Linked DNA regions of Rattus norvegicus: region 1 is linked to region 2. The links are chromatin contacts, called in public Hi-C maps. All regions are on one chromosome and are shown on one strand. The core of a region is the stretch at or near the end of the contact, and the rest is flanking DNA. Distances in the headings are between cores, read along the strand shown. Region 1 overlaps Dscaml1 (DS cell adhesion molecule-like 1). Region 2 holds the start of Dscaml1 (DS cell adhesion molecule-like 1).

The links. A called contact is a pair of places that touch in the nucleus more often than the background predicts.
Region 1: a contact with region 2 is called in a Hi-C map of frontal cortex, with 2.8 times the contacts expected there. The contact joins the enhancer-like site here to the promoter of Dscaml1 in region 2. A contact is called at or near these places in 1 of 12 Hi-C or Micro-C datasets (frontal cortex) and 1 of 1 datasets of contacts at active chromatin or transcription factors (oligodendrocytes).

The regions. Positions count from the first base shown.
Region 1 is chr8:54,795,962-54,801,812 of GRCr8, reverse strand. The region is part of intron 3 of Dscaml1 (DS cell adhesion molecule-like 1); the gene reads right to left. Among named protein-coding and RNA genes, the nearest start is that of Dscaml1, 160 kb to the right of the region's middle. Within about 2 kb of position 2,467, at least 21 of the 93 cell types and tissues checked have an H3K27ac peak or open chromatin away from gene starts, as enhancers often do.
Region 2 is chr8:54,632,301-54,638,344 of GRCr8, reverse strand. It overlaps Dscaml1 (DS cell adhesion molecule-like 1), which reads right to left and starts at 1,291. Exons shown (of 33, transcript NM_001108141.1): 1 at 1,032-1,291. The coding sequence starts at 1,251.

The DNA of each region.
Region 1 (5,851 bases), core at 1,218-3,717, 160 kb before region 2:
TGCATACATTCGTGTGTGTGGGTATTTCTGCAAGTTGATCAAATGCATATGGAAGCCAGAGGACAACTTTGGGGGTGTCATTCCTTAGCCATTGTCTACTTTCTTTTTCTTCCTTCCTTCCTTCCTTCCTTCTTTACTTCTCTTTCTTTCCTTTCTTCCCTCCCTCCCTCCCTCCCTCCCTTCCTTCCTCTGTTTGTTTGTTTGTTTGTTTGTTTCTTTTCTTTCGGTTTTTTGAGACATTGTCTTTCCCTGAACAGCAATCCCCAGAGATCCCCCTGCTTCTGTCACCCTGTGCTGGGATTACAAATGTGTGCCAGGACATCTGCTTTAGTTGTTAAGTCCGTTGAGTTGTTAGTTCTGAGGATCAAACCCAGGCCCTCATGCTTACAAGACAAGCACTTTACAGACATAGCCACTTCAGCACTTCATTATAACAGCGCTAAAGATGAGTATGCTTATTTTGCAGGAGGTCCAGAGAGGTTGGGTAGGCAGTGGAAGGTTACACATTACATCAAGAGTGGATCTGGGGTTCTAGATAGTCCCTAGGAGCTGAGACTATCTGAGCTCCTACAGTGCCATGTTCTGTGGATGCTGGGTTGGGAGAGGTGTGCTCCATGCTTGGTCACCGGCTCCAGTGCTTCTGGGCAACTGAGAGGAAACCTACCCCAGCGGTGTCGGTGTTGTGATATTTTTAAAAAGAAGTAAATAAGTCTCGTCATTTGCATGATATTTCATGCTGACTCTGCCTCTCAAACTGTTATTCCATCTACACACAGCACTGTGGGATGCCTGAGATATTTTATAAAGTTAATAACTTTCTCTTAATTGGATGAGTTTATAGAATAGTCTGTGCAATTAACAATAATTACGCCAAAGACACTTTGATTCTGAGGATGCTCCACAAACACCGGCAGATTAAGCCATTTAGGGAAAAAACAAAAAACAAAAAAAAAAAAAAACCAACAACCCACAACCCAGGCTCACACAGGCTGGCTACTCAGCATAAGACAGCCCTGTGACCCAGAACAATCCAGGTTTTCAGGCCACATTTGGAAGGAGGCTTCTGAGAGGTTCTGGGAAGGGAAGGGCTCTTGTCACACTTCAGAATGGTCCTCTCCAGGTTGGGGAGGGAGTAAGCAGCCAGGTCTTGCTACATCTTGTTGAAGGACGCTGTTTGTGGCCAGGTAGTCATGTAGGGCATTGTTTCTAGAGCAGTTGGTGATGACCCACGATAAACCAGATCTGAAAATCTCCCCCCTCCCTCCCTCCTTCTCTCCCTTCCTCCCCCCATGCTACTTTTGATCCCACAACACTCTTTTCAGGAGGATGTCACATATACAAAAGACAGCTACTCGGGGACACTGGATTCAGTTACTTGAATAGGATTTTTGAACTCTTGGATGAACTTCGTCCTAAAGTTCTAAATCTGCTGGGCTGGAGGGGCCTTCACCTCATCTGATGGCTGCTTGGCTTCTCCAACAACCTACTAGGTGGTTGTTCAGCCTTGGCTGAAGCACATTCACTGACAGGAGCTCTCTACCTACCAAGGACGGCGGTGTTCTGCTTTAAGAAAAACTGTGAGAAAAGTGTCCCACATCCCCACACCCAGATCTTACAACGCATCTCCCTGGAGCATCCACCTGCTGTGGTGTGGAAAGGTAGTGAACTCCCTATTTTGTAGGATGGCTTTTCCAGATGGGACAAAGGAACCCTGCTCCCACACTATCTAGTTGCCGGGCAGGACTCTCTCCTGGGTCAGTTCTCCGTGAGCAGCTGAGTCACTAAAGGGTTCCCTCAGAAAACATGCCTCAGGTGCTCCTCAGGGTGCCATGCTCACCCTAAGCCTCCCCTGCCACAGGCTGATGATGCCCACTTGTCACCTTTCCTGGGTGCGGAGCCAGCCTCAGACAACCATCCATCTAAACAGCCCTGCAGAATGCAGTGAGACAATCGAACAGGCCCTTCGTCCATAGTGACCAGGTGACCCCCATTTCTCTTTGTAGTGCCTTCAGATTTGGGATGAAGGAAAATCAGTGTTTGCAGACAAACAGATGCCTCTTTGGGGGCTGGAGGGAAAAATCCCAGAGGGGAGAGGTATCCTTACTGCCTTACAGGAACACAGGATTCAGGCGTGGATCTTTTGCTACTGAGGTTGACTTCAATAGCACCAGTGGGCTGTTCCTAGGTTCCCTTGGGAGAGCCTTCGGGGACCCTACTGCTCACTAGAGGATGTGTATCCCAGGATAGAAGCCTCCCAGACCAGCTGCTGAGCAGTGTAGAAGCCATGTCCCTTTGTTTATCCACAGCAGTATTAAACATGTCACAAGCCTGGTCTGTGAGCCAATTCCGGACCCGCCGCCCTGCTTCTCTCTCTGTTCCCTCCCCAGCTCTGCTCTTGCCTTGATGGTTCTAGCTCGGGGCGCCTGTGCCTGGCCCATCTGTTCAGTCCCATATGTTTCCCGCAAGGACTGCCAAGTCAGGGCCTGGTGCTCAGTGACTCGCCTCCAGCCCGGGGTGGCTGGTCTCAGCTTTCTCAGTCCAACCTGGTCGCTAGGAAACAGCCTCATTGTGCTTCAAGAGCAGCCTTGGATGCTGTCCTAGAGTAGTTGTAGGGATGGGGCTGCTGGGCACCCAGATGGGCACCTGATGGGCATCCAGACTGGCCTTCCTCAGGGACCTTCCACAGGTCAGTTGGGCCTGACCTTGGGAGACGAGACTTCAGGGCCCAGGTCCTTGGAAGTTAAAGAGGAAGCAGGCCCTCTAGGGCTAGAGTGTTCCCTTGGGATAAATCTGGACCATGGCGTGGAGAAATGGTTCAGAAAAATTAAGACTTGGAAGAAAATGGGAAAGGCATTTAATCTTTCTGTTATGCCTCTGCAAATCAAAAGAACTTAACTGTGAACTTCACTGATGCAGTCCTATTCCAAAATGGCGGACAATTTAAAGGGATACAGATGAATATCTATAGGCAGCCGGGTGGCTGGGAGTTTGCAATGAGTCAGGCCAGCCTGAGTTACAGTGTAACTAAAATCCCTCCCAGCCACCTCCCAGTTTACCTACATTTTGGGAGAAGTTTTCCCTGGCTTTGCTTATCCCTTCTTGTTGGGTCAGATTACAGGTGGATTATACATGCCTAGAGTGGGGACATGGGACACTTCTCCTCAGCAAATTCCAATTCAGGCCCGAGGCCCAATGCAGGGCTATCATGTGGACTTCAGGGTAAAATTGCCGAGATCCAGTTCTGATGCTTCACTTTTCTAGCTGTGACCCTGGGCAACTCCCTGTGAGCCTCAGTTTCTAGTGTGGAAAATGGCAATGCTAATTTCACCCATAACTTTGTTGAAAGAATGATGCTTAAAACTCTTGCTGCCACAGATCTAGTCACAGGAGGAGGGGAGAAGCCTGGGTGGGGGGATGTCCTAGGAAAGGCAGCCTGGCAATGTCAAGGTTCCCATGCGAATGGCCCAAAAACAATCCCCAGATTCCGCAGCTAAAGCTCTGGCTGGGGTCGTGGAGTAGCCAGAGAGCGGCTAGACCCGCAGACTAGGCCCGATCTGGTTTCTAAGCACAAGGAAGAACTAGGTGGGAATTTCATCAGCCACCAACAGCGCAGACCTAACAAATTGCTCTTTGCCCCACTGGTACGGGTAAAGGCTGCCAGCTCCCCCCTCCCTCCCCTCTCCCCTTTCTCTCTGCTCCACTTCCCCTCCCTCTAAGATGAGATTGGATTCTCGTTTTACAGGGACATTCTGACACCTGCAGCCAACCAACGGCTCCACTTAATAGGAAGACACTGTGACTGAAATTAACTCCAGAGGGGAGTTTCCAAGCCACCGCTCAGGCAGGCTTGTCTGCTTGCTACCAGTTTGGACTTGGCCTCCATTCTGCCACGCCCACTCCTTAAGCCCTTCCTTTCTTGTCCCTACCAAAGCTACGAGGAAATGTCGTTGCTCCTAAATATCCACGTTGGAGCTAGACAGGCAGGAGAGACGCCCTCCTTGTAGGCACAAGGATGAAGAATTAAGGAGCTGGAGAGGAACAGCCTTAGAACCAGACCAAGGAATTCAGTTTCACTTCTGTTTATCAGCCTTTCCATCTGGGGCAAGTCGCTAAGCCTTCCCGGGCCTCAGCTTCCTGAATTGCAAAGTGGATACAATTGTTGCAGCTGGGTAGGGGTAACTGTAACTTGTGGAAGACACACCGCCTAGGAGCAGGTGCACATAGTAGGTGCTTTAGCTATGAGAGACCACAGGCCGGGGAGATGGCTCTGCAGGTAAAGGCACTTGCTGGTGAACCTGACAACCACTTCCATCCCATGGCCCTACATGGTGGAAGGAGAGAACTAGTTCAAATTATCCTCTGACCTTCAAACTTTCACACACACACACACACACACACACACACACACACACACACACACACCACATTTTCTTTTAAAGATATAATAGCCCAGCTAAAGTCCAAATTTCAGTTTTGGAGCAGAGAGAGAAAACTCTCTCAGTTCGGAGGACTCCATCTTTTCAGCTAACTGTTTGCTACCCAAAGGCGAAGCTTAGGTTGATGGCTGTGAGAACTTGGGTTCCATTTAAACCCAGATCAAGGGCTGAGATGTGGCTCTCTGGTAGAGTTCTTGCATAGCATGTGCAGGGCCCTGGGTTTGGTCAACAACCCCCAAAAACCCACACACATAAATCAAAAACAAAATAAATTAACATTTAAAATCTCCCTCTGGTAAGATTTTTTTTTTTTTGATGAAATTACTTGAGTTTTTTGTTTGGTTTTTTTTACTGGATGACCTTTAACACTTATTAAAACATTTGAAGCCACAGAGAAGACTCAGTTATAAGTCAATCTGCCAGGTGGATACTTAACCGGTTGGTACCCATTAAGAACAAATTTAATAGCTGGTGTCAGAAATCCTAGAGAGGTATTGCCAGTGGCTCAGTGCTGCCACTTATCTGTGAGAACCAGCACAGCAGTGATGCCCTCTAAGACTAGGGTTTCTTGGTTCCAAGGGCGGAGCAAAGAGAACAACAGGGTTTTAGTAGTAAAGTCCTTCCCTTCTGGGCATCAAACAAGGCAAACACTTCCCTACTCGGACACACACTCCAACTGTACCTCAGTGGATTATTTAAAGATGAGATGAGCTAGTGTGCGTGTTACACCTGCCGCTCGCTAACTAGCTAGGTATCCACGGGGAAGGGAGGTAGTTTCACAGAGCTTCAGTTTTCAAATTGAAAGGTGGCATCATCAGAAGGGTACCACAAAGCCAACTGAAAGGATTTGTTTTGTCAAAAATGTCCTGTAGGGCTGAGGAGATAGCTCAGTGTGTGAAGTGCTCACCACACAAGCACCTGAACCGCACCCCCAGCATCCATGTAAAAGGCCGATGTGGAGGCATGGATGCAATACCAGCGTGGGGAAGTGGAGGAGTGAAGCTGCCTGGGGCCTCGGTCCAGCTAGCTTAGCCTCATTGGTGAGCTCCAGATTCCAGTGAGAGACTGTCCCCAAAAGCAAGAAAGATGGATCCTGAGGGTGACTTCTGGCCTCCATTGAGTGCACGTGCTCTCTCTCGCTCTCTCTCTCTCTCTCTCTCTCTCTCTCTCTCTCTCCCTCTCCCTCTCCCTCTCTCTCTCTCCCTCTCTCTCTCTCTGTCTCTCTCTCTCTCTCTCACACACACACACACACGTGCACATATGTACGCATGCACACATGTATGCACACACACATTCACATGCACATTCATATATGCACACACATGCACGTTCATGCTTGCACACATCAGGTAGATTTAAGTGTTATTTAGCTATTAGTCCTTTTTTTCAATGCCTAAAGCTTAGGCGACCCCCAT
Region 2 (6,044 bases), core at 42-2,541:
TCGGCCGCCTCCTCTCCCTCCCGCCATCTGTGCGCCCGGGGGCACGTCCTCTACCACAGCCTAGAAGCTCAACTGCCCGCGCTGCCCAAGTCCCGATTTGGTGCCCAGATTGGTAACCATCGAAAATGCTTGCCTTTTGCCAACCCCTCGGTCCCCGCTGCCTCTCAGGTCAGGTGCTCGGAACCCCAGGAGCAGGTCTGGACATGCCGGACACCTGGACCCACCCCTAGCAACCTTTTCTCTCAGGGGAAGGGACACGCCCCCCAATCTGAACACTTGTCCCTAGGTCCAGCAGACCAAGCGCCGGAGCGGAGAGTCTCACACCTTGGGGCGCGCTGCCTAAGGTGGTCAGGGAGACGCAGAGAAGCCGGAGCCAGCGCCTTGGGTACGGGGGTGAGACATAGATGAGGGCGACTCTTGGGTCTGAAGAACAAACTTGGTGTCCGAGGGAACCCCCACCTCTCGGGACCCCTAGGTCCCCCAGCCCTGCATGCACCCAGCCAGGCGCGGATAAGCGCCATGCGGTGCGCCGGCATTTGCGCCAGGGCGGGGGTCGAGGGCGATCGAGGGGCGCACGAAGCTACGGTAGGAGTGATCTTTCCTAGGTCCGAGGACCCAAATACTGAGGGCTCCCGGATGAAGTCTCGGTCCGAGGACCACCTGGCTTACAGGGCACCCCGGGGTCCCAGCTCCAGCAAGCCGCTGGAGCGGGCAAGGGGCTGGGGGAGGGGGCCAGGGCAGAACTGAGACCGGGCTGCGGTGGGAAAATCAGGGGTTCCTTAGCCACCGCCCCCCCACGGACGCGCCCCTAAACGGCAGGCGCAGGGGGGCTGGCAAGCGGTCCCAGGCTGATTCTCACCCGACCCTTCTCGCGGAACCGCCCCAGCTCTCGAGCCCACCCAGCGCCATGCACCCGAGTGGGTCCGACACTCGGGCACCTGGAGCCCACCGGGCACCGCACCTTGCCTCCAGCCGCGCGCATCCCGGCCCCGCCGCCTCCACCGCCCAGCCGCCGGCAGCGCGGGTCTCACCTTTGTGTAAAGAGTCCAGGAGCAGGAGGAAAGTTACCAGCCACATGCCATAAAGAGGCCCTTTTCTCCGGGGAGGTGGTCCTGTGGCCGGCCGTGCGGCAGCGCCTCTCCCCCGCTCAGCGCGCTCCCAGCCGCCCGCACTCGGCGCCCCGCTCTCTCTGCTCCTCAGCCCAGCGCACGGCGGCGGCTCCTCCCTCCTCGGCTCCCCGGCTCCTGTCATCCGCGGGGCTGGGCTAGGCGGCCGCTCTCCCCGCCCCCCCACCCCCGACACCCCGGGTAGTGAGTGCTACTCCAGCCCCAGCCTAGGATCCCTTAGCCCCACAAGCTCAGGGACAGAGGTGGGGACCCTGACCAGACAGTCTCGATCTTGCTCCTCTGGTCGAGAGAGGAAAGGGGTGCCTGTAACTCACAGGCTTTGAGCCTATGGTCGCACAGAGGCATATGTCACACATGTGCCAAGAGTCTGCCATGTAAGGGGCAAGGAACACTGGGTTTCTCCCGACCGTGTCATTCAAAGCCATTTCTTACTGTTTCTTTTCGACTCAGTTTCTCTCCACGAATGGGAGAGCATGGGTGCTCTGAGTAACATCTGGGCTAAGATCTCTGAAGACATTTGGTACTCTACACCCCCAAAGCTCAAACGTATGTGTTGCCCCAAACCCTTAGTCACTTCTGCAAGTCAGCTTCCTGGAGAGGCTGTCTCAGTCCACCCTGTCCCCAGCACTGTCGAAATATGCGCTAGCACCTAATACACGGTGAGCTTTTAAACAGTCGTTTACAATGCACAGATAACGCCTGTTCTGTGCAGGCTTTATCCTCCCCCCGACCCCCACCATCACCATCACAGCATCATCGCCTTGCAGAAACTGGTCAGGACAAAAGTGAAGAGGGTACCCCATCAGTCACCAAATGGAAGTCTAGCACTGCCGAGCTCGGAGACGGGCACCATGGCATGCCTGACTCTGATGTGGACGGCTGATGTGACGAAAGTCTTCTTTTGTCTTAATTCCCAAATAAGAGGCCACACAGGCTCCAGAGAGGGGGTTCAGCTAACCCGGAGGATACACTAAGTGCCAGCACAGAGCTCTCCATGCAAACAGCTCCCTATTTTGACCTGGCTTTCTGTGAGGCATACTAGGAAAGGTGGGAGGAGCTGGGGGTTGCGGTTCTATCTATCAGATTCCTCCAGATGTCTCACCCAAGTTCAGGTGAAGAACCAGGTTTTCTCATTCACAGGTTTTGCCAAAATATGTCTAACGGTTTAAACTAAAATTTGAAAGCTGTGCTTTTTTTTTTAAAAGTAAGATACATAAAGTGTGAAATTGCCACTTTAACCAGTTTTAAATTTGTGTGTGTGGTGTGTGTTCATGTTTGCCTGGACACAGGTGCATGTTTATGCATGTGTGATGTTTATGCGTGTGTGTGTGTGTGTGTGTGTGTGTGTGTGTGTGTGTGTGTGTGTAGACACCGATCCGTCAGGTGATTTTCCCCCTAGATCTCTCTTCACTTTATTTTTTGAAACAGGGTCTCTCTCACTAAACCTGGAGAACCAAGCTCAGTGCCCCATGCTCACACAGTGAGCACGTTACAAACTGAGCCGTCTCTCCAGCCCCCACCTTAACCATCTGTTAAGCTTACTACTAAGTAAAGCCCCAGTTGTCCAACCATTGTCAAGTCCCGTGTCCAGATTTTTTTCCCCACCAAATCAGGCAGAAGCTCTTCATCCACTGGACAGCCACGTCCCATCCTCCAGTCTCTGAATCTCCCCTCCGTCTCTGGAACTGTCCCTTGATCTCCATCCTACACACTTAACTAGTCTGGCTACCTCACAATGACTGGAAAGCACAACCCTTTGCTCCTTTTGTGTCTGCCTTAGCACATCCTTTCAAGGTTTAACCACGTTGCAGCATGTGCCAGCATTTTATTCCTCTTTACGGCCGAATAGTATTCTATTGTGTGTCCGTACAACATTTGTTTAGTCACTCATCCGTCACATGCACACTTGGGTTGCTTGCACTTTTGGTTCTTGTGAATAACCGTGCCATCAACACATTCGTAAGAACATCTCTTTGGGTCCCCACTTTCCATTCTTTGGGGGTACAGAACTAGAAGTGGGATTTCTGGATAGTATGATAATTTTACATTTAACTTTTTGAGGAACTGCCAGACGCATTTAATTTTTTTAATACAGTGTTTTAGGAGTTTAAAGGGCTCTCACCTGCAATTACTCTGTTATCTCCCATAAAGTCTATTAAAGTTTCATCAGGCTCCTTTAAAACTGGTTAGGAAACTGAGGCTCACACAAAGATCACCAGGCTTGAAGTATCCAGACCAAGACCCAAATCCCAGGTCTCCAGACCCCAGTAGTTGCTTACTCTCTGCTGTTCAGCCTTCCCTGGTGGTTGAGCTCTGTGGTGTTAAGCCAGCCACTTAGGTGGCTTGATGTCTGCAAATGCACAGCAGAGTGCAGAGGTCAGACTTCAGGGGGTGTTGATACAACCTGGCCCCAAACTGTGGTTTGCAGGTGGCTCCCTGAGGGGAGAAGCCATACACCTGTCTGAGGTCAGACAGAAAGTGTCAGAGTTCATTTGTCTTCTCTCCTGTCCTGTCTTCTGTTGCCTTTCCACACTGCTCTAGCCTATGAGACTTGTTCTCTCATTGTGTCCCTTGCTGCCGAAGGAGAAACTCATGGAGAAGAATCCAGTTATTTAAAGCTAAGCCTATTGACCCAGAGCACCTGGTCAGGCTGTGCCTAAAATAAACCACTAAGTCAGACGGGATGAAAGAGCTCCATCTGCTGCAAGGGGACAAGGCCATGAGAGGGCCTGGGATGACAGCACAGCTGCCTCAGCTCTGAGCCTCCAGGATAGAGGGGAAAAAAGTTTCCTCTCTCCATCCACCTGAAGTGCTCCCTAGAACTCAAGCATCTCCTTTGTGCTGATTACACAAGACCTGTGTGATACCTAAAGGATGAGGTCATTCACCATGTCTGTCCCTTGAAGAGGAAGCATCTGCACTATTCTGACAGAGAGAAGTTTAAGGGAGGGTAGGTTCAGGGACTCCTATTAGCAAAGAGATTTTCCGACATTGCCCTTAAGAGCACAGGCTGTGTTCTCAGTCCAACCCTGCCACTTGCTGCAGAGTCCCCTGGGAAACATTGGTGTGTCAGATCCCGATGTCCTCACCTGGAAAGTGAAGACAGCTCAGCATCTTTGGCAGGAAGTCATGTGACACTTAAGTAGGGCAGGCCTGGTGGCCAGCACAGCGTGGCACAGGTGAGATATTACTGATGTCATTGGCTTTGCTCACAGAGACCTTGACTTTTATGTGAGCTGTGGGGTAGAAACTGTTCTGCTGGGGGATCTGGAGTCTTACACCCCGTGCTATGACCATAATGAAGGAGCTGGGGACCCTGGCAAGTGGCTGCAGGAATATGAACAGTGATCACTGGTATGGGAAGGACGGAAAGCAGGGAGGGAGAGAGGGACGGATGGTGAGAGGGAGGGAAGGACTAGGATGGAGGGATGGACAGATGGAAGGACATGGTAACAGACAGGTCTCGCTTTTTTTTTTTTCTTTTTTTTTTTCCGGAGCTGGGGATCGAACCCAGGGCCTTGCGCTTGCTAGGCAAGCGCTCTACCACTGAGCTAAATCCCCAACCCCCAGGTCTCGCTTTTTAAGTTGTCATTTCCTAACTTATGTTCCTCTCTGGTACTCAGGAAACACTCTGGCAGTGACAGCTTGGTTCAAATGTGCTCAGAGGTGCCCTTTTCTTCCCTCGTGTGGGAAACCTTGCCCATACTGAACCTTAAGAAGAAACAAGGTGTAGGGGAGGAGATCCAGCTTGTTCCTTCACAGTCCCAAACCAGGTGGGAACCCCCACACCCACGTGTAAGAACAAACACAGTTGCCCAGGCAAACAGTCATTTGTACAGGTAAACATAAACACTTAATGATGGGCCCACCCGTGCTTACCTACAGTTTGAATGCAGTCCAAACTTTCATATTGGCACTTCCACACAGGACTGAGATTCATGGAATTCGTTTCTTATAGGGACACCACTTAATGCCAGGGAGAAATTCCCAATGGAACTCAAAACAAAGATTTACAAAAACAAAACTAAACAACAACAACAACAAAAACTGTCCGTTAAAACAGCTTCGTGAAGTCACGGGGAGATTGGGAGGTGAGCTCCTTCCAATTCAGGTTAATCATGGATACTTAGGGGTATTATTTTGCCATGTTGTATTAAGAGCACAGCCATCACAAGAAACAACAGATGTTTTTATTGTTTGACTTAGACAATGAACTTACGTATTTTGGCTACTTTTCTACAAAAATAAAGCCATGTAATTATTTCAACAAAGCCTCCATATGTGCTCAGACATTCTTGAGCAATTTCAGTATAAATATGGCTGTCATAGAAGGAATCAATACCGAACCAGGTCGATCTTAAAAACTTAACACTTGGTGTTATGTAGCTAATTTGAGATTGACCTTCGTGGCGCTCACTCATTGATTGGAAGAGACGGGAAAGCAAGGATTTCCCTTCTCTCTATCCTGTTTGTAACAGATTTCAATGTTATGCACAGAATCTTGGGCTAGGAGATCATGGTGGGGGCGGCAGCAGCATCCGTTTCTGTGGCACTGGGCACATACGTCCCTTAGTTATGTTAGACCCCTACAGTGAAAGATCTGGACAGAAGAGATGGAGTAAACACATGTGTACAGAAACTTGGACCCACCCCCACATAGTGTGTGCGTGTGTGCGTGTGTCCCTGCAAAATATGCATGCGCTCTAATGCAGGCAAACAGAGTTATAAATTTTTAATCACAGACAGTCAGAAGTAAACAATAATACCTAAAATAAATACTTAGATTTCTACCTTTACTTTTTTAAAAAAAAATGTGTTTACTTTACTGTGAGGAGGTACGGAGATGTCAGAGAACAATCGTCAGGAGCTGCGTCTTGGCTCTCTCCTCCCTCCACAGGTTCCAGAGAACCAAACTCA